2 separate regions of the Zea mays genome follow, and region 1 is linked to region 2. A link is a contact called in public Hi-C data. All regions are on one chromosome and are shown on one strand. Each heading gives the region's core, a stretch centred on a gene start, on an enhancer-like site or on the middle of the called end of the contact. The rest is flanking DNA. Distances are from core to core; before and after follow the strand shown.

Evidence for each region. Hi-C and Micro-C count contacts between places; a contact is called where the count stands out from the background.
Region 1: a Hi-C map of leaf shows a contact between it and region 2, with 4 times the contacts expected there. The contact joins two enhancer-like sites. A contact is called at or near these places in 2 of 25 Hi-C or Micro-C datasets (leaf and tassel).

The regions. Positions count from the first base shown.
Region 1 is chr9:85,816,327-85,820,851 of Zm-B73-REFERENCE-NAM-5.0, reverse strand. No RefSeq gene overlaps it. Among protein-coding and RNA genes, the nearest start is that of LOC103638620, 6.8 kb to the right of the region's middle. Within about 2 kb of position 2,866, at least 10 of the 20 cell types and tissues checked have an H3K27ac peak or open chromatin away from gene starts, as enhancers often do. A contact at or near this core is called in leaf, where this site is marked.
Region 2 is chr9:86,028,217-86,032,885 of Zm-B73-REFERENCE-NAM-5.0, reverse strand. No RefSeq gene overlaps it. Among protein-coding and RNA genes, the nearest start is that of LOC100274875, 100 kb to the left of the region's middle. Within about 2 kb of position 3,080, at least 13 of the 20 cell types and tissues checked have an H3K27ac peak or open chromatin away from gene starts, as enhancers often do. A contact at or near this core is called in leaf, where this site is marked.

The sequences.
Region 1 (4,525 bases), core at 1,617-4,116, 210 kb after region 2:
AATGTACATGAATCTATCGTTGAGAATAGCCTTACAGGGACTGCACTATAAAATTGTTGCCTCTGTAATTAGAAAGTTTATCTTCTAAAATATTTTATAGTAGAGACTGTTCCTAGTTTGTGATTGGATCTAATATATATCATGCATTTGTACAAGTAGTTTAGCTACAAAACGAAGAGACACAAGGATGTGATCTAGGATAGAATATGCACGAGATGCATGTGCAGAAATAGTTATACCGGAACAATGAAAAACATCTAAGGGCTTATTTAGTAGCAAGTGTAATGGAGGGTATTGAGTGGGTTAAAATCCCTTAGAGCAACTCTAAAAAGATGTTAAAAATTTTACCCCAAAAAATAATTATTAAGAGTAGGCTAAAAAATTTTAAGAGTGAATTATGATGGGTACTCCAACAGTTTCTTTAAATGTGACATGTGGCGCAATCTGTACAGTCGTCGTCGGGAGGCCGTGGATGATCTTATATGTTGAGGAATGGATTGGGGAGGGATGGAACACACCAAAATATGAGGGAGAGGAGGTTGTGGATGCGGGACGCTAATTTTTTGGGAAGAATGAGGGAGCTGTTGGAGTAAGAAAAACCACTATTCTCGACTAATATCTGTTTTGGGGTTAGTTTACACGTTCTTTTGGAGTTGCTCTTATTATTCAATTTTAAATAGTAAGGACTACTTTGGGAACTTCAAACCTCCTTCGGAATTGAAAGAGATTGAGGTGCAAATTAACTAATTTTCTCTCCAATCCTCTTCAATCCCGAAGGGAATTTCAGTTTCTAAACTAGCTCTAAAGGATTTTGGTCTATTCAATCCGCTCCATTTCTCTTGGTCCCAAATGAGTCCTAAGAGTTGTGCCAATGTGTATGTGGCTGGGTACCCTAGCTGGCCCGAGGTGCCTTTAGATGACGAGAATTCAAAGTCTTGTAATCATATATTATAAGAACCTTATCTTAAATTAAGAAATATATTCAAGTATCTCGCAGCACATGGCAAATCAAGATTGGATCAAATATATTGCCGGAAAGGTACGAAGATGAACATTCAGTCCAAGAACGTGAAATGCTCAAGAGACAGCAGTACGGCCAGTACCAGTACAGCATGAGCCGATGCATGTCTGAACGGTAAGCACAGTAGTTCCATGTGCAGCTAGCTAGTTCCACGTGGGGTCCGGCCGGCATTCCAGGCTGCCATGCATTCCCAAGTCCCAACCCGAAGACAGAGAATACCACCACCACAGCAATTGAGAACCATGAGACTACCCCTCATAGTTTGGCCGCATGCAGCTAAGCCGGCAACTCCAGCTCATCAGCTGAATATATCCATGGATCTGGGCAATTTGGCATTGTGGTTAGATCTAATAATACATATATAGTGTCGTCGTGTCAATCCACAAGGTTTGCCTCTATTAATTGCAGCTTTCAGCAGTCCGAACAACTGACATTAAGCTGAAGCAAACAACCTTGTTCACGTTTATCTAATGTGATTTTTCTATAGTTAAGGCTTGTTCATTTCATCGTTAATCTATGTGAATTAGGTGGTATTGAGTCGATTTAAATTCATCGCAAGTTAAAATTCATCTCAATCCATTTCAATACACTCTAAGGCCATGTATGTGGTCTCCTACATGTGCATCTATCACTGGATATACATCAGGATGCGTTCACAATTAATATGTTGCTGATGATATGATCCGGCGAATCAGGATAGGAAGGGACGATGACAATGTTCAGAAACTAGATATATAAGGGATGATAGGGTCCAAGATATGAAGGGGCGTGAAATTAGGGTCAATTAAGATATGAACGGAGCCGCCAGCTACGCTGCACATTGTAGGCAAGCTAGCATCGAACGAGTTGGTGCATGCAGTTGGGGAAATAGTTGGCTAGATAAGATTGTGAGAGACACATCAACTTGCTGTTTGGATTGACAAGTGAAGCGACAGATCCTGCTGGACGGCATGAGATCATGTGTAGGCAACCAAAAGTCTATATGTACGTTTCTTGCTTGCTTGAGCAAGACGCATCGATTCATTCCTATGTCACTCATCAGCCTGCACGCTTCCGGCTGAAGGCTATCCGCTATCAGCGTCAGCCTATCACCAATCATATACAGAAATCTGTTTTTTTTTCTCTTGGATCGAGTATATATCCGTTTTTTTATCCTCAAACTGCTGAAGAAAAAATGAATGGAACATGCATTTTTCTCTCACTCACTGATAAACTGAAGTTGTCACTTAACTCTTCCAGGACCAGGTAAAATTTGAAGACATTTAAATTGTACGTGGGCATATAATTACCCACTGATAAAGCGAATGACTGTAACAGTGGACGGGGAGCTTCTGTTGCTAGGTGGAATAACAAAGCGAGCAAGAGTGCTGAAAGGTGATAGCAACCCCTCAACAGCACTGCACCAACTCGATCTCAACCTGGCTCTTTTTTCTTTCTTTGTTTCTTTATTTATTTGGAGGCATCTTGTTGTGTACTGTACCTACCAAATACACTAACTAACCATCTCGGTGACCGTGGTCGAGTCTTGACATCAACAACACCTATCAATCATATCATCGTTTTGACTACGTCTTTAATTTGCCATCGATCCTAATGCGTCGGCCATTGATAGATCTTGGTAGCTGGGAAACAAATCATATTTGAGCTCGAACGGCATCACGATATATATAAATTCTTCAAAAGATTCAACCAAGGGACTGTCCACGTTTTCCTATATATATCAGCTGAAAAATATAACCTAGCTATAAAGTTTTCGTGCAACTAATCAACAACACGAAAGGAAAGGAAATTGACAAAAAGGATAGTTGTCCCCTTTCTCTCTCCTGTACTCCTGGTCTGTTCATACTTCCCGATCACATGGACAGCGAGGCGCCTGGATGCGATGTCTGAGATGCAATGTCCTCGATCGAGAGAGGAACAAAAGGTCAAAGGCGACAATCAATACCAACCTTAACTCAAGGAAAGAGAAACAGAGCTTGTCTGGTACAAGTTCTCGATTCTGAAAAGGTAAATCTTCTGAAATTTAGTTTAGTTCCCCTAACTAAAGTTTAGCTCCCTAACTAAAGCTTAGTTCGTGTCAAATCAAATATTTAAATATTAATTAGTAAGTATTTAATATAAGCTTAATTAGGTTTAATAAATTTATCTCATCTTTTAGTCATCATCTATATAATTAGTTTTATAAGAATCAAATTGAAGTACTAAGTACAACAATTAGCTTAAATCAAGGCTTGGAAGGTCATATTTTGGATAAGATAAACCTTGAGGAGTTCATAAGTTTGGATAAGTTCTAAATGCCATTAGGAACATACTTGAGCACCTTAGAAGGATTAGATATTTATATTTTTAGAAAATGTGCATTTGAAACCGAGTTTGAGCCGAAACAAGAATCTGAATTGGATGAAGCAAAGAAGTGAAGAACTATGATTTACATTAGTTGGACAAACTCTAGATAAGTTTGTCTAAGTCATCGGAATCTAAGTTAGATAAAGGTGTCGACCATTCACAAACATCACTTCTGTAGCATTCTCGCCTCTAGGTAGACTCTAAAGGTATAACAACGCTGAAGCCTACGTGTTAAAAATAAACTCCTTTAATGTACATGTGTACTCTATGTCTTTAATTATTTATACATATGAACACATGAGCTTTGTACTGTTGATTAATTTTATGAAATCATATTTTATTGATTGAAGGATAAGCTTCTCACACGTATTTATGAAGAATGTTATGAAACCCGGACCACACCTCCCCTCGCAACCTTCGAAAGGGAGGAGGATATAATAATTTAATCATGTTGTCGTGTTGTTATTATTTCAGAATTTTGACAAGTCCCAAATAGTGCATAAAACATGTTATTCAAATAAATGGAACAACATTTGTTCTTAATTATTATCTTATAACCATCATCTTTCTCTATACATGAAGAAGATATAATGTTCTTACATAAAGCTAGAATATAATAATAATTATTTGATTACAAAATTGATGTTGAGCGTAATGAAAATGATAAATGTCAGTGGCCAGTGTAACAACCTTTGCTCCATTGCCAACGCACATATTCAACTCTGTTTCTTGCAAATTTTCTAGGCATTTTTAGTCCCTACAATGATTTGCATGTATGAATCATCGATCCAGTATCAAATACCCATGATCACTTGAGTAAATAATAAAATTAATTTTAATAACATATATACTTAAAGTAGAAGTCTCACTTTCCTTTTTTTTCTTTTCTTCCAAGTATATCGTGCATTTCTTAGACCAACACCCAAGTTTGCAAAGGGCCACACTTGGGCATTGCATTTGGTTTTGAGATCTCATCTTTAGCCTTGGCCTTGCCCTTCTAAAGTATTTTTGCCTCTTGCTATCCTTCTAAACCATCATCACATGATTAGAGTTCTTTTAATGCTCTACTTGGCTATCTTAAGCATACCAGCGAAGGTCTTCTCCATGTTATTCATGTAAAAGTTCAAAATGAAAGGCTCAAAGCTTGGACAAAGAGAC
Region 2 (4,669 bases), core at 1,831-4,330:
CGTGTAGCGGTAGTTGGGGCAGTAAATCGCGGGCCGCAGCGGGTGAAGACCTTGCGACGGCGAGGTTCCACCGTGGGCAGAAAACGGTGCCACCGGGCCACAATGTAGGTGGAAGAAGGTGCATCAGCCGTTGATCCGAGATTGACGGCTGCGATCATATCACACATACCCTTTCGCTTGGATGAGTACCTACCGTCGATCTAATATCGGATGGGTGGAATTAGATCTTGCTTCATGAAATTGGATCCATAGATTTTAGATCCTAAGGACTTCATCGTGTACCGGTTCGGGGCTCGGATGTTTAAATCCACACCGTGCATCGCTGATCCTGCGGTCGTCAAAGGATACCGGTTCACCTTGGATCAGGATCTAATCTGGGCCCTTGATCATTTAACGGATGGCCCCGGTTGGCCCATACCCTTTGCTGTGGCAAATTAGCACAAGAGCCCCTGGAATTTACCGAAAAGAACCTGCGATCCTGTACTGTTATGGGGACATAAGATTTAGGTCCTTTTCTTTATGCTTCAGCCCCTGATCTTTTGGAAAATAGCAACAGCAATACTGAAGTCTACAGGTTATGTAAATAAAATCGAAAAAACTATTTTTCAATATAAAAATAAATCGAAAACATTAGAAACTCCATAGCTTATTCATTTTAACCCCGATTTAAACCGTTTAAATTGCGTTAGATTCACAATAAGGTTTACTACACAGAGACAAACCTTATTTTGTTATGTCACATACTTTTATAGATAGATATTTATTTACACTACATATAGTAGAATAATCTTTTTAGCAAAGTAATCTGACTATAAATATAATTTGATTGGCAAATGATCTCTAATCAAGTGATAACTTATATTAAAGTTGAATTAGTTATTTCTTTAATATCTTTTCTCAGATGATTTATATTAATCAACATAGAATATAGTTGTTAATTACTTAATCACTAAAATCTTCCGAGAACTATATCTTTTGAACCATATCTCCGATTTCAATGGTTCTCGGGCCCATGAATAGCGGTGAGGTCACGAGAAATTTGAAGACTGGCTTGGAGAAGTACTTGGGAATCTCAAGTCTACGGCAAGTTGTGCCCTTGATCACTCTTCTTTACCCAATAATGTCCTATTAATCACTGTGGCATGCTCAGGTTAATTTGATGGGACCCGATAGGTTTCTTAGGCTCTTAGCATTGTTTATCCCACACCTTGCAAATAAAAGAACTATTGGGTAGAGTTGTTATTGCTCTACCTGGTTTTGGAAAATTAATGTTATATTATGATCATGTTACAATTATGTTGTTGTTTTAATTATTGTTTATGATAAGATCATCATGTTAATTGGAACATGAAGAACCACCCGAAAAAACAGTGTTACCACAAGGGTAGAATAGGACGCCCTTGGCCAAGTAATTAGGAAAGCTAGGGAGAGATTACTTTACCCGAAAGGGCGACCGGGGAGGCGTCGCTGCAGAGTATAGGGGGTTCTCGGGTCGAACTGCTGCGATGGCATTTCAGATGAGGGATTCATATGCTTCCTTCTTCCTGAATCTGTAGCAGGTTTTCTTAAACTAGTGGAACTTTGGAAAGGCCTCGCAGTGGATCCCTAGTCATTCACCTTGGAAGTGTCTAAGGATCTAGCTAACCCTGGCTAATCAGGAAACACGCCTTGTAGGTAAAGATACACAACATCTGTAGAGTGCAAAACTGGTATATTAGTCGTGCTCACGGTAATGAGCGGCTCGGACACTCACATTAGTAATTTATGAAACTAAATTTGTCGTATGCATTGTATTGTGGGTGTTTTTATTAATTGTGATATCTTATTTAATTGGGTTGGTATCTAATTATACTTGGTAACTGCTAATAAAATTTTGACCAACTTTAAAAGCAATGCTCAGCTTTAACTATCTCCTTTGGTAAGTCTTACACTTCACATGAGCCCCACTGTAAGTGAGCTCATCCACATTGTTCCCCACAACTTGTTGAGCGATCAACGAATGTGACCTCACCCTTGTTGTACTCACATCCCTCAGGTCAAGAATAGGTACCCAAGATAAGGAGCATGAAGGATGTTGTGATGAGTTTGTGAGAGGTCTAGACCGCCGCCTCTCAGTCAACTTAGATTGCTGGATTATTGTCTTCGTATGATGTAATTATTTAGTTATTTTGTATAGAACTCATATTATATAGTAAAAGATGTGACATCCGTTTTTGTACCATGACTCATCATATGTGTGAGACTTGATTCTATCACACATTTGACATTCGCCCGGGTTTGGCCTCCTAAATCCGGGGGAGCCATTGGCAATTTTGCCATTATCATTTGTGGGCTTCGCCAATATGCCATCGGACCCACAAATCATAGACACAGACGGTCCCACCAGTCATAGACACAGGATGGCATAATAACAGACAGCCAAAATTGAGAGTGGCAAAATAGCAAATTTCTCAAATCCGGGGGTGACATTCAGATTGATAGATAAACTTATGTTGTAGTGAGTTTGCAGGAGTAGGTTTCTTTTGCTGCAGGTTATCCTGGACAGTTTGTCTAAACTTTACTATATTTCTGTTATGGAAATATAGAAATGGGGTAATCTTCTTATCAAAAAAAAATGTAACATGTGGGTTTCTTCAAACAGTGATATGTCATGTTAATTATGAAAATGTCATTAAAATGTTTTCAGAATGGCTAATCGATTCTCATCGCTAGAGGAGCAATCAGCCCGATTAATCGCCTTCTGAATCCTAAGTTCTAAATCGAGCAAGTTGCAGGTGACATGACTGGGGACTAGGGACTCGGATCACAAATTCACAACGAGGACTAGGGTCTAGGGACTTGGGGAGTGATATGAGCACAGCCCACAGCTTCCATGACGGGGCGCACCCAACACATGAGCACTATAGGCAAGTCACCGGTGAACAAGGAGTCGAGGTCTGCGGAGAAGAGGTCAGCTACTGTAGGACCAAGGAGTGGGCACACTGGGGACCAAGGAGGGGGCGCCGATGGCGCACCGCTGTCTCTGTGCTCTACTGCTCTAGTGTCTGGTCTAGGGTTCTTCAATCTCCAGGCTATGTGATGCTCTACTACTCTCGTGTGTGGGCTAAGCTCTGCGTATAGGAAAGGTCAAGTGGGTTGCACTGGTCCAATATGAATGCTAACAAAAAACGAAGTGGGCCGAAATTGAAAATTCCCAAACGCGGGCAAACTGATCGTCCGCGACCTGATCGAACGACTAATCATGATTAAATGACGATTAATCGGATGATCAGGTTTCTAATCACTCTGATTGTGTCGCTATTGTTTATCGATCGAGTGCACAATTGTGATCAGTCAATTAATCGCTATTAATGAGACGATATGAAAACATTGATGACATTGCTATTATTTAATTAAGAATCTTATAAACATTAAGAATTAACATATACACAAAAATAAGTTAGTTGCTTTGCATATGAACCAATCTTCAGTTTGCATGGTTTATGAACTAACGAGCTGTATGTTTTGAAGTTAGTAGATGTTAAATCAATGCATGCATAGTAGTACTATAAAATTGAACATACCCTCAAAGAAAATTAAATCGTCATATTTCTGAGTAGAAATGAGACTCACAAGTTGTTCAAATTTAAATGCTTTAGAAATATAATTTCAACTGGCAGGGCGCAGTTTCGCCAATATAGCTTTAGTAAGGAAAGTGTTGGTTCTCTTGGCAGCTCTCTCAAGTAAAACCCTCTGATGCTTACATTCATGCCAACACTTTGATAAGAAGCACAGCAGAAAGTTGCCAAATTTCAATGACCTCGGGAACTCTGATGCCCGGTCATCAATCACAGAAATTAGCTCATTAACGGTGCTTGGTGTCAAGTAAATATCTTGACTAAGAATGTTGTAAAATAGTGCAAACAGAGATTCCGTCCACACCAAATGAGTACCGATATTCTCCATATGCTGAGGCATACAGATTGGTTTCCTCTCTTGCTCCTTTCCTGAAAGCAGCCTATGGCAGAAAGCAGTAACTTGCAGTGGATGCATGCATTCCTTGATAATACGTGTTAACACATCACACTGGGGAACATTTAGGCCGCCCTTTCTAAGAACCAGTGGAAAGAGTACAGCTTCCAGTGCTGCAGCTGGGTGGCGCTTGCAGAGACCCAATGCAGTGGAAAGGAGAACGGATGAAGCTGGTCTTTGAAGCTCCAGTAACTGTGGTAAGAAAACAGAACACAGAACAAGTGCTGGTCCTTTTCCATCCACCCCATCTTCCTCAAGCACTAAATTGGAAAGCAAGACCCTCAGAGTGTCATCGTCAGCTTCCCACGGCTGTACTAAGCTAAGCACTCCTGCAGCATTCCTGGACTCAACGCAAAGGTCCTGCAAATCCTTCGCCACCCGCCGGGCCGCCAAGACAGATTCCACTGTCACAATCTCCTTCTGCAGAGCCACGACTCTCTGCATGATTGAGTCCTCAAGCGGAGGAGCTTGAGGAGGAAGAACACGTCCAGCCTCCTGCATCTCCACGTCCTCGTTTTGCACCAACACCAAGTTCTCCAACCCAATCCCGTCCGAACCATACTCACCGCCACGACCAGCACGGGTCCCGCACCCGCTACCCATCAAGCTCCGGCAATCAACAGGGAGCCACGGCAAGACCGGATGCGCCCGCGCGCCC